3 separate regions of the Mus musculus genome follow, and regions 1 and 3 are each linked to region 2. The links are chromatin contacts, called in public Hi-C and promoter capture Hi-C maps. All regions are on one chromosome and are shown on one strand. Each heading gives the region's core, a stretch centred on a gene start, on an enhancer-like site or on the middle of the called end of the contact. The rest is flanking DNA. Distances are from core to core; before and after follow the strand shown.

Region 1 (2,700 bases), core at 71-2,570, 4.1 Mb after region 2:
TCACAGACATCTTGTTTCCTCATTTTAAACAATTAGGTCCCAGAAATTGAACCTTGCTTATGTATTTACAATGTCTCCATAATCGTCAGAGATTATGTCTTACACAGAGCTCTTAACGCGTAACAGACAATTTTGCTCCTCTCTGAAAATAAAACTCTAACTTTTACAACGATGTTCAAATTTTTTGTTCCTCAATTCAACTTTAAGATACAAATAGCACTAAATATTGAGTCTTTTAAAAATTCTGGGGTCTGAGAGGCAGCTCAACAGTTAAAGACACTAGCTGCCAAGCCTCAAGGGACCACGGTACTCCTGTTCTCATGCACATGACACAGCTCCAGTGCGCATGAATAACACACGGAATAACAGTTTTTAACTCTAGAATGAGATTATAAACACGAGAAGAGTAAGGAATTTAACAGCTGTTGCTATTTTTCTCAAACGAACTATAAAAAAAAAAACTGCCATGGGTCCCGGCCTTAGCTTCCTATTCTTGTCTATGAATCCGTACAGTCCTAGCATTACCATTTCTACCAGCTGAAAATTTTAAAGTATTTCTGAAAACGTTAGATTAGCTTTCTAGTGTTAAGTTCGTGAACACCGGGCATCTGAATCTGCATAAAGCTACACCGTATTACTGCATCATTACTAATCTTACTACATTACTACTAATCCCTTAACATTGGGAATGCCGAATAGTATTTACTAACTTAAAGACCGCGCAGACTCCTGAGCACGAAAGGTTAAAAAAAAAAATCTATATAAGCAGATTGTTTTTTAAAAAAGACTCTACTAGGCTGTTTCCAAGTGTCCGCGTCGCCTCCCCTCCCCCCCTCCCCCCCAAAAAAAAAAAAACCCGCTTGCTTACGCTGCTGTGCAATGGGAAACGTTCTGGCCCTCGGCTCTAGAGAAGCAGGGGACTCAGCCTCAGCAGTTAGCAGCTTCGATAATCCAGGCTGAGGCTCCCGCCCCGCCGCACCCCTGAAGCGAGGCGCCGCTCAAGGTGCAGATCCCAGGCCTGCTCTTCCCAACAGGTGGGATTGGGAAGGAGACGCGCGCCCCGCGCCAGGCCTCGAGCCGGACAGGCGGGGGAGGCCGCGGCCCGGTGCGGCCTGAGGTGGCGCAGGCCCTTCCCGTCCCGGCGCCTCCCCTGCCGCCCGCCTCACGCCGTCCGCCCCCAGTTACCTCACTATGGATGCTGCTCGGTGCCATGAGCCGAAGCCTGGGCCAAGATCGCCAAAGGTGGGCCTGCCACCGCCTCGCTCCACGCAGCTACCGCAGCCACCACCACCAGCGCCGCCGCCGCCTCTTCGGGATCACACTGCGCACGCGCCGGCGGCTCCGAAGGCGCAGCGGTCACGTGACGCGCGCAACCGAGGCCCCGCCCCGGGTGGCCTCCAGTCGCAAACTTAGCTTCCCAAACCATAGCGAAGCCGGTTGTGCTAAGCAGCACTTGTTGCCCAGCGTCAGTCTCCAAAAAAAACCTCTAAAATATCGTAATTCTTTTCCTAACCGCCAAGGCTTTACACATGAAAAATGTGTCAGGAAATGGCCAGAAATTCAGCCTAAAACTTCTAAACCTCAAAACAGTATGGGCTGATTAAATCGTATTCTGCATGTCGAAACTAACCATTTGGGCTTGAGAGTTAAAGGCTCTGAAGGATTTGGGCATAAAACTTTCAGGGCAAAGAGAGGCAGCTTGGTGTTGATGATCTTAGCAGCCCTCTTCAGTTGTTTATATCCTAGTCCCCACTCTTAAATATCCGTTTTTTAAAAAAAAATCTCGTCTTCCGTCAGTAAAACTATAGACAATTGAGCGAGCGAATGTTTTCTCACTCACCGATCTTCCATTTGGAATTTCAGAGAACTCACAACTGGGCTTTTACTCTTCCCTCTAGAACTGGTCTCCAGAATGTTTCTTTTTAAGATGATTTTTTAAAAGATTTATTATTATATCTAAGTACACTGTAGCTGTCTTCAGACGCACCAGAAGAGAGTGTCAGGTGTCATTAGGGATGGTTGTGAGCCACCATATGGTTGCTTGGATTTGAACTCAAGACCTTTGGAAGAGCAGTCAGTGCTTTTAACCGCGGAGCCCTCTCTCAAGCCCTTAAGATGATTTGTAACGGTGTATAAACCTCTTCAACTGCTTCTCTGCTCCCAAATAGCCAACTCCTCCCCGTTGGGCATGAAATAGTCACGCTTTTCCCTTTACCTCTTAATTGGGCAGTTTTGTATTCTCTAACAATCAGCAACTTGCCAGGCGTGGTGGCGAACACCTTTAATCCCAGCACTCCAGAGACAGAGGCAGGCAGATTTCTGAGTCCGAGGCCAGCCTGGTCTACAAAGTGAGTTCCAGGACAGCCAAGGATCACAGAGAAACACTGTCTTGAAAAACAAACAAACAAAACAACAACAACAAAAACCCAGCAACTTTTAAACGTATACCATCTGAAAGGGCAGTCAAGAGAGGGCATTGTTTTTTTAAAGATGTATTTATTTTTATGCATGTGTCTGCCTGTGTATGTATGTATGTATGTGAACCAAATGCTTGCATTCCTATGGTCAGGGCAGTCTTTAACAATCACATCAACTCTCTCACTGTTTTACCTTCCCAAACTCCTAATTCACTGCTCAAGAATTCTTATGTATTCTATTTGATTTGACTAAAGTGTGTTCATCACATGAAAACATAAATTA
Region 2 (2,700 bases), core at 4-2,503:
GAACTTGGCCTCTCTGTAATGGCCGAAGGAGTCAGGGTATTCGGCATTGATGCACCCCAACTTCAGAGCTGCATTCTTCTTTAGGTCTCTGGGGCAATCTCTAGGGTCACTACCCGGAAACTCATTCGGGTACAGCTGAATGCTGAACGGAAAGAACACTTGCAGAACCGGGCAGAAATCCACCCTGGAGATCAGACTGTTGATCTCTGCGGACCAGAAGTCATGGCTAAAGATGACTAGGACTTCCTGAATACCCTGGGCTTTGCGAAGCGAGTCTATCAGCAACCTGAGGTATTCCGGCCTGTTATGCACCTGGACCACCAGCACCAGCTCCCCGGGGCTCCAGGTGCCGTCATTACCGACGTTCCTCAGCATCTGATCGAAGTTCAACTGGTACACCAGGGACCGGTACCGCAGCGTTAGGTTGTCCACCTCCGGCCGCGGGACCGCGGGAACCAGAGGAGCGGCCGATTCGTTTGAGACCCTGCGGATGCCTACGGACACAGCAAGGTGGCCCGCACCCCGTACGGGCTCCGCGTCCAGCAGCGGCGGGCCAAGGGCGTCGCTCTTCCTTTGTCGCCCATTGCTACTCCAGAGGACGAAGCCGCAGGCGGCCACCACGAGCGTCAGGATTAGCACCTTCCGTTTGTAGATGCGGAACCTCATGGTCTCCAGGGCCCGGAGCGCGGGCGCGGAAAAGAAGCTGGCGGCCTCTGCACGGAAGGGGCGGGCGGGCGGCGCCGTCGCCTTGGCCTGCAGCCCTAGGAACTGGCCCCCGCGGCGGCCCTCGCTAACTCATCCCGGGCTCCGGCGTCCTGGGGCCCGAAGGCTCTCAACTGCCTCGCGCCGCCCGGGCTCCGCGCATCCTCTCTGGCAGTTGCAGCTCCGGCAGCCGCCCCGCCGCTACGAGCCGCGGCTCAACGTCGCCTCGGTCCTCTCCATTCAGCACCCGGGGGTCCCGGAAGAAGCCCCGCCGCGGTCGCCGACACCGTGATTCCTTTACCTGCGCTGCCCGTGGCTCTGCGTCCTCTGCGCGCTCATCCTTGCTCGCACGGCGGAACGGCGACACCGAACGCCGCAGCCTCGCCCCGCTCCGGCAGCGACCGCTCTGACAAGCCGCGACTGGCCTGCGAGCGCCCGGGCCCTCCGGCCCACACCCTCCGCCCCGCCCCGCCCCGCCGGGCGCTGATTGGCGCTTCTCAGAAGCCTCCGGAGGAGGCCGCTGCTTATTGGTTCGCATTCCCGTCGCTCAGGTTCAGTTCCGACTTCCGCTCTGTTCGTCCCTTTCCTGTTCGGCGCGTGCGGTTGAGTCGGGGATCGCGGCGGCCGGTCTCTCGGTAAGTCTGGAGCAGAGCGGTAGCTGCTTCCTTGGGGACCGCGGTCGCCTGGAAGCCGGAGCCGACCTAGCTCTTTGAGGCGTCGGAAAGGGGCAGGTGCTGCCCGCCGCGGCTTGAGGTCAGCCCGCGGCTCTCTCGGAAGAGACCGCTCCAGCATGGCGGCTCCCGGGCGGCGAGGCGTGCTGGCTGCTAACGACACGTCAGCCTTCGGGCCCGCTGGAGAGTGACGGTGCTTTAGAGGGGGTGAAGCCAAAACAGACTGACGTGGCTGGGGGGAAGGAACGAGCCCGGTTGTTGCAGAAACGACTATATTTCGTTGTAAGCCATTCGTAGCTAGAAAACGGAGGGAATTGCTGTGGGGTAGTCCGAGCAAAACTTCTCTACCCGGACGCCACTGCGTTGTCCTTGCAGTGAGACCTAAGAAATTGGACGCTGGTTTGGGGAGAACTGTAATGGCCACTCCAAGTGTCAGTTCCTTTGGACGCTAAGGCAGACCTCAACTAGCAATCCTCTGCCTCAGCCTCCCAGGACACACTCCATCAGGTCTGAGTTTTTAACTGTTAATGCCTCGTTTTAGTTTAAAAAAACAAAAAACAGTTTTTCTATAGGCTTGAAGTGGTAAGGATTGAACCCCGGTGTTTAAGCCAGTGCTCATCCACTCAGCTGCGTGTTGGCCTTTTATTCACGTGGGAAATGAGTACTTGGTGGGTTCACAAATTTTCGAACATTACTGTTTTTTTTTTATATGTTCCTACAAATTATACCTGTTTAAAACTTTCGAGTTTGAAGATCTTTAATGTCTGAAACTTTCTTACAGTTCTCATCGCAGACACTTCTACTGCAAACATGGTCAACGTACCAAAAACCCGAAGGACTTTCTGTAAGAAATGTGGCAAGCATCAGCCTCACAAAGTGACCCAGTATAAGAAGGGCAAGGATTCCCTGTATGCCCAAGGAAAGCGGCGCTACGATCGCAAGCAGAGTGGCTACGGTGGGCAGACAAAGCCAATCTTTCGAAAGAAGGCCAAAACCACAAAGAAGATTGTGCTCAGGCTTGAGTGTGTTGAGCCCAACTGCAGATCCAAGAGGATGCTGGCCATTAAGAGATGCAAGCATTTTGAACTGGGAGGCGACAAGAAGAGGAAGGGCCAAGTGATCCAGTTCTAAAACTTGTGTTCTCTGAGAGGAAAATACTGAAGCAGTAGAGAAATGACCTGCTAGAGAATAAAGTTACTGTTAATGATACCAAGCCTTGTGTTTTGATTCTCAGTAGGATTGCATATTTAGGGGGTTTTGTTTTCAAACATAATTTGAGTCTGGGTCTACCTCTGCCTCCTAAATACTAGAAGTACAGAATTGCACC
Region 3 (2,700 bases), core at 14-2,513, 4.8 Mb before region 2:
TAATTAATACAAACACCGTATTCAAACGTGGGCAAGGTGGTGAATGCCTGACCTTAGAAGGAAGAGTCAGGCAGATCTCAAGGCCAGTCTGGTATAACGGCAAGTTTCAGGCCAGCCAAAGCTACACACAATGAGGGCAAGTCTCAAAAACAAGTAAGGAATACCACATTAATCACATGGCTGTTCTCACTAAGTTCAGTCTAAGGGAGAAATCAAAGAGTAGTAATAACTCTGAACATTAATTTCACACGTCGAACCAGCTAATATATTGATTCATTTAATTCCCACACTATCATGATCTAGTTTACAGACAAAAAGGGTTGTCTCAGATCTGGGGGAGGGGGACTGGAGAGCTGTATTCAAATCCTGATGCCCAAGACCCATCATCTCCACTCTTCACCGTTATCCAAGACTGCGTCTCTAATTATGAAATATACTCTAGACGGTGAGATAAGCCCTTCGTGCTGGGGGTAGACAGAACTCGAGCCTCTCACTTAGTCCCGAAGGCCAAAAGAATTCCCTAAAGAACTGTCATTTGGGTTCAAAAATGACTGACGAAGTGGACAAGCAAAAGGAGATGGAAAATTCCCAGGCTAGGAAACGCCAGTGGAGTACCAAAAGCAACTCGAGCCAAGAGAGTGAGTGCAAGGTGTGGGCACTGGAGATGAGGCTGGGGACAGAGGTAAAGGCAGCTACTGGCTTGAATCTAGGCTTTATCCAACTAAAGGCGATACACAGAGATTCAAACCTGCACTTGCAACGTCAGTTGTTGCATGCTAAATGAATTCGTTCGTAGAGGACCCTGTGTCGGTGGGAATACTTTGTTTCTAACCGCGGATTCATTCGGCAATCAAGATTGGAGGAGGTTTGGCCTCGGATGGAGGCGGTGGAGATGCAGAGGGCCGAGCCAGCAGAGTGCAAGGGCGACCCACGGAAACCGCCAAGGCGGAGGTCGGGGATGCAGGCTGCGTTCCCCACAGGAGAGACAGGGTAGGAGGACGAGGCACACCCACCAGAAGATGGTCGCGAACTTCATGCTGCGCCAGAGCTCCGTGAAGTCCTCGAAGCGCACGCTGTCCATCTCTTGGAAGCGGCTGAGCAGCGTCTCGTAGTCAGTCTGCAGGCCCGGAGGGATCCCCACGCCTTCAACAGTTCCAGCGCCCGTGGGACGGGTCCCGGCGCCCGCAGGAGTCCCCATGCTCACTCTCTCCCGGACCCGGCTTCCCCAATGCCCAGAAGGCCCTGTAGCACCGCCCCAGTCACGTCACATCACGTACGCGCACTCCGTGACGTACTATCCGGGACCTCAAGCCCCGCCTTCATCCGGGTCTTACCTGGCGCCTGTGGCGCTTCTTGCGCGTGCGTAAATGCAAGGTGATTTTAGTCTAGGAAGCCGAACTTGGTGTGATACACGCCTTTAATTTCAGTGCTTGAGAGGCAGAGACAGGAGGATTTCTGTGATTTACAAGCCTGTCCGGTGTATGCAGCGAGTTTCAGGTCTACATAGAGAGACCCTCTAAATAAATAAATAAATAAGACCTTCAAATTAGATAAGTAGGTAGATAAAACAATAGTAGTGCCTGCTAACTATTAATCAATAGGACATGAAGACTCGATTTCTCTCTCTCTCTCTCTCTCTCTCTCTCTCTCTCTCTCTCTCTCTCTCTCTCTCTCTCTCTCCCTCCCTCCCTCCCTCCCTCCCTCCCTCCCTCTCTCTCTCTCTCTCTTTCTTTCTTTCTTCTTTTTTTTTTTTTTTCCGAGAAAGGGTTTTCTGTATATCCCTGGCTGTCCTGAAACTCATTCTGTAGATCAGGCTGGCCTAAAACTCAGAAATCCGCCTGCCTCTGCCTCAACTAACAGCCCCCAAAAGGATTTGAGGTCTTCATTGCCTCCTGACTTATGTAAACTACACTTAGCCTGCCAGTCTTCTTTAAAGTGACTCTACAGTAGCAACCACCCTAACCTCCCTCCACGTGGGAAGATGATCTAAAGAGAACTTGTTAGGGAAGGAACTCCCGTGGTTCTTCCTCATTGCCAAGATCCCCTACAGTCTATGCTTACTTGAGTGATTAATTTGTGGCTCTCCAAGTAATATGCAACCACTCTGGGCAGCAGTTGCTGTTTCCTACCGTTGTTGCCTCTGACAATCTAGCACACTGTCTGATATACTGTTTGGCTAAAGTAGCTCTCTAGAAATCCCACTTTTTAGCTTCTCCCAGGGGCTTGTTACGGGTTAGCATTCTGTATTTGAACTGTATTTCTGTTTTGAAGGCACACTAATCTTTAGAAAAGGTATTCTGGGATGTGCTTGTATGGATGCATTTATTTTATTGTTTGTAATGGTTTGTTTGTGTGTGTGTGTGTGTGTGTTTTCATGAACACACCTCCTGGCCCATGTGGAGGCCAGAAGTTGATGTCCAGTGTGTATACATATATTTTAGTTGTAGTGGGTTTTTTGGTTTGTTTTGGGTTTTTTTTTGTTTTTTTGAGACAGGGTTTCTCTGTATAGCCTTGGCTGTCCTGGAACTCACTTTGTAGACCAGGCTGGCCTCGAACTCAGAAATCCGCCTTCCTCTGCCTCCCAAGTGCAGAATTAAAGGCGTTTGCCACCACGCCCAGCTATAGTTGATTTTTAATTTTATGAAAATAGAATTGCAATCTACAACTCATATTCTTCAAAATATTTTTAAACATTCAAGA

Evidence for each region. Promoter capture Hi-C pulls out the DNA fragments that hold promoters and counts their contacts. Hi-C and Micro-C count contacts between places; a contact is called where the count stands out from the background.
Region 1: a contact with region 2 is called in a Hi-C map of B cells, with 5 read pairs. The contact joins the promoter of Prpf39 here to the promoter of Rpl36al in region 2. A contact is called at or near these places in 3 of 39 promoter capture datasets (cranial neural crest, frontonasal cranial neural crest and maxillary cranial neural crest) and 2 of 484 Hi-C or Micro-C datasets (B cells and LSK cells).
Region 3: a promoter capture Hi-C map of pre-B cells shows a contact between it and region 2. The contact joins the promoter of Snapc1 here to the promoter of Rpl36al in region 2. A contact is called at or near these places in 2 of 39 promoter capture datasets (liver and pre-B cells).

Annotation. Positions count from the first base shown.
Region 1 is chr12:65,034,954-65,037,653 of GRCm38.p6, reverse strand. Prpf39 (pre-mRNA processing factor 39) reads right to left here and starts at 1,320. Exons shown (of 14, transcript NM_177806.3): 1 at 1,186-1,320.
Region 2 is chr12:69,182,620-69,185,319 of GRCm38.p6, reverse strand. Rpl36al (ribosomal protein L36A-like) reads left to right here and starts at 1,253. Exons shown (of 2, transcript NM_025589.4): 1 at 1,253-1,337; 2 at 2,155-2,586. The coding sequence starts at 2,184. The coding sequence ends at 2,504. It overlaps Mgat2 (mannoside acetylglucosaminyltransferase 2), which reads right to left and starts at 1,162. Exons shown (of 1, transcript NM_146035.2): 1 at 1-1,162. The coding sequence starts at 666.
Region 3 is chr12:73,963,060-73,965,759 of GRCm38.p6, reverse strand. It overlaps Snapc1 (small nuclear RNA activating complex, polypeptide 1), which reads right to left and starts at 1,263. Exons shown (of 10, transcript NM_178392.5): 1 at 1,014-1,263. The coding sequence starts at 1,198.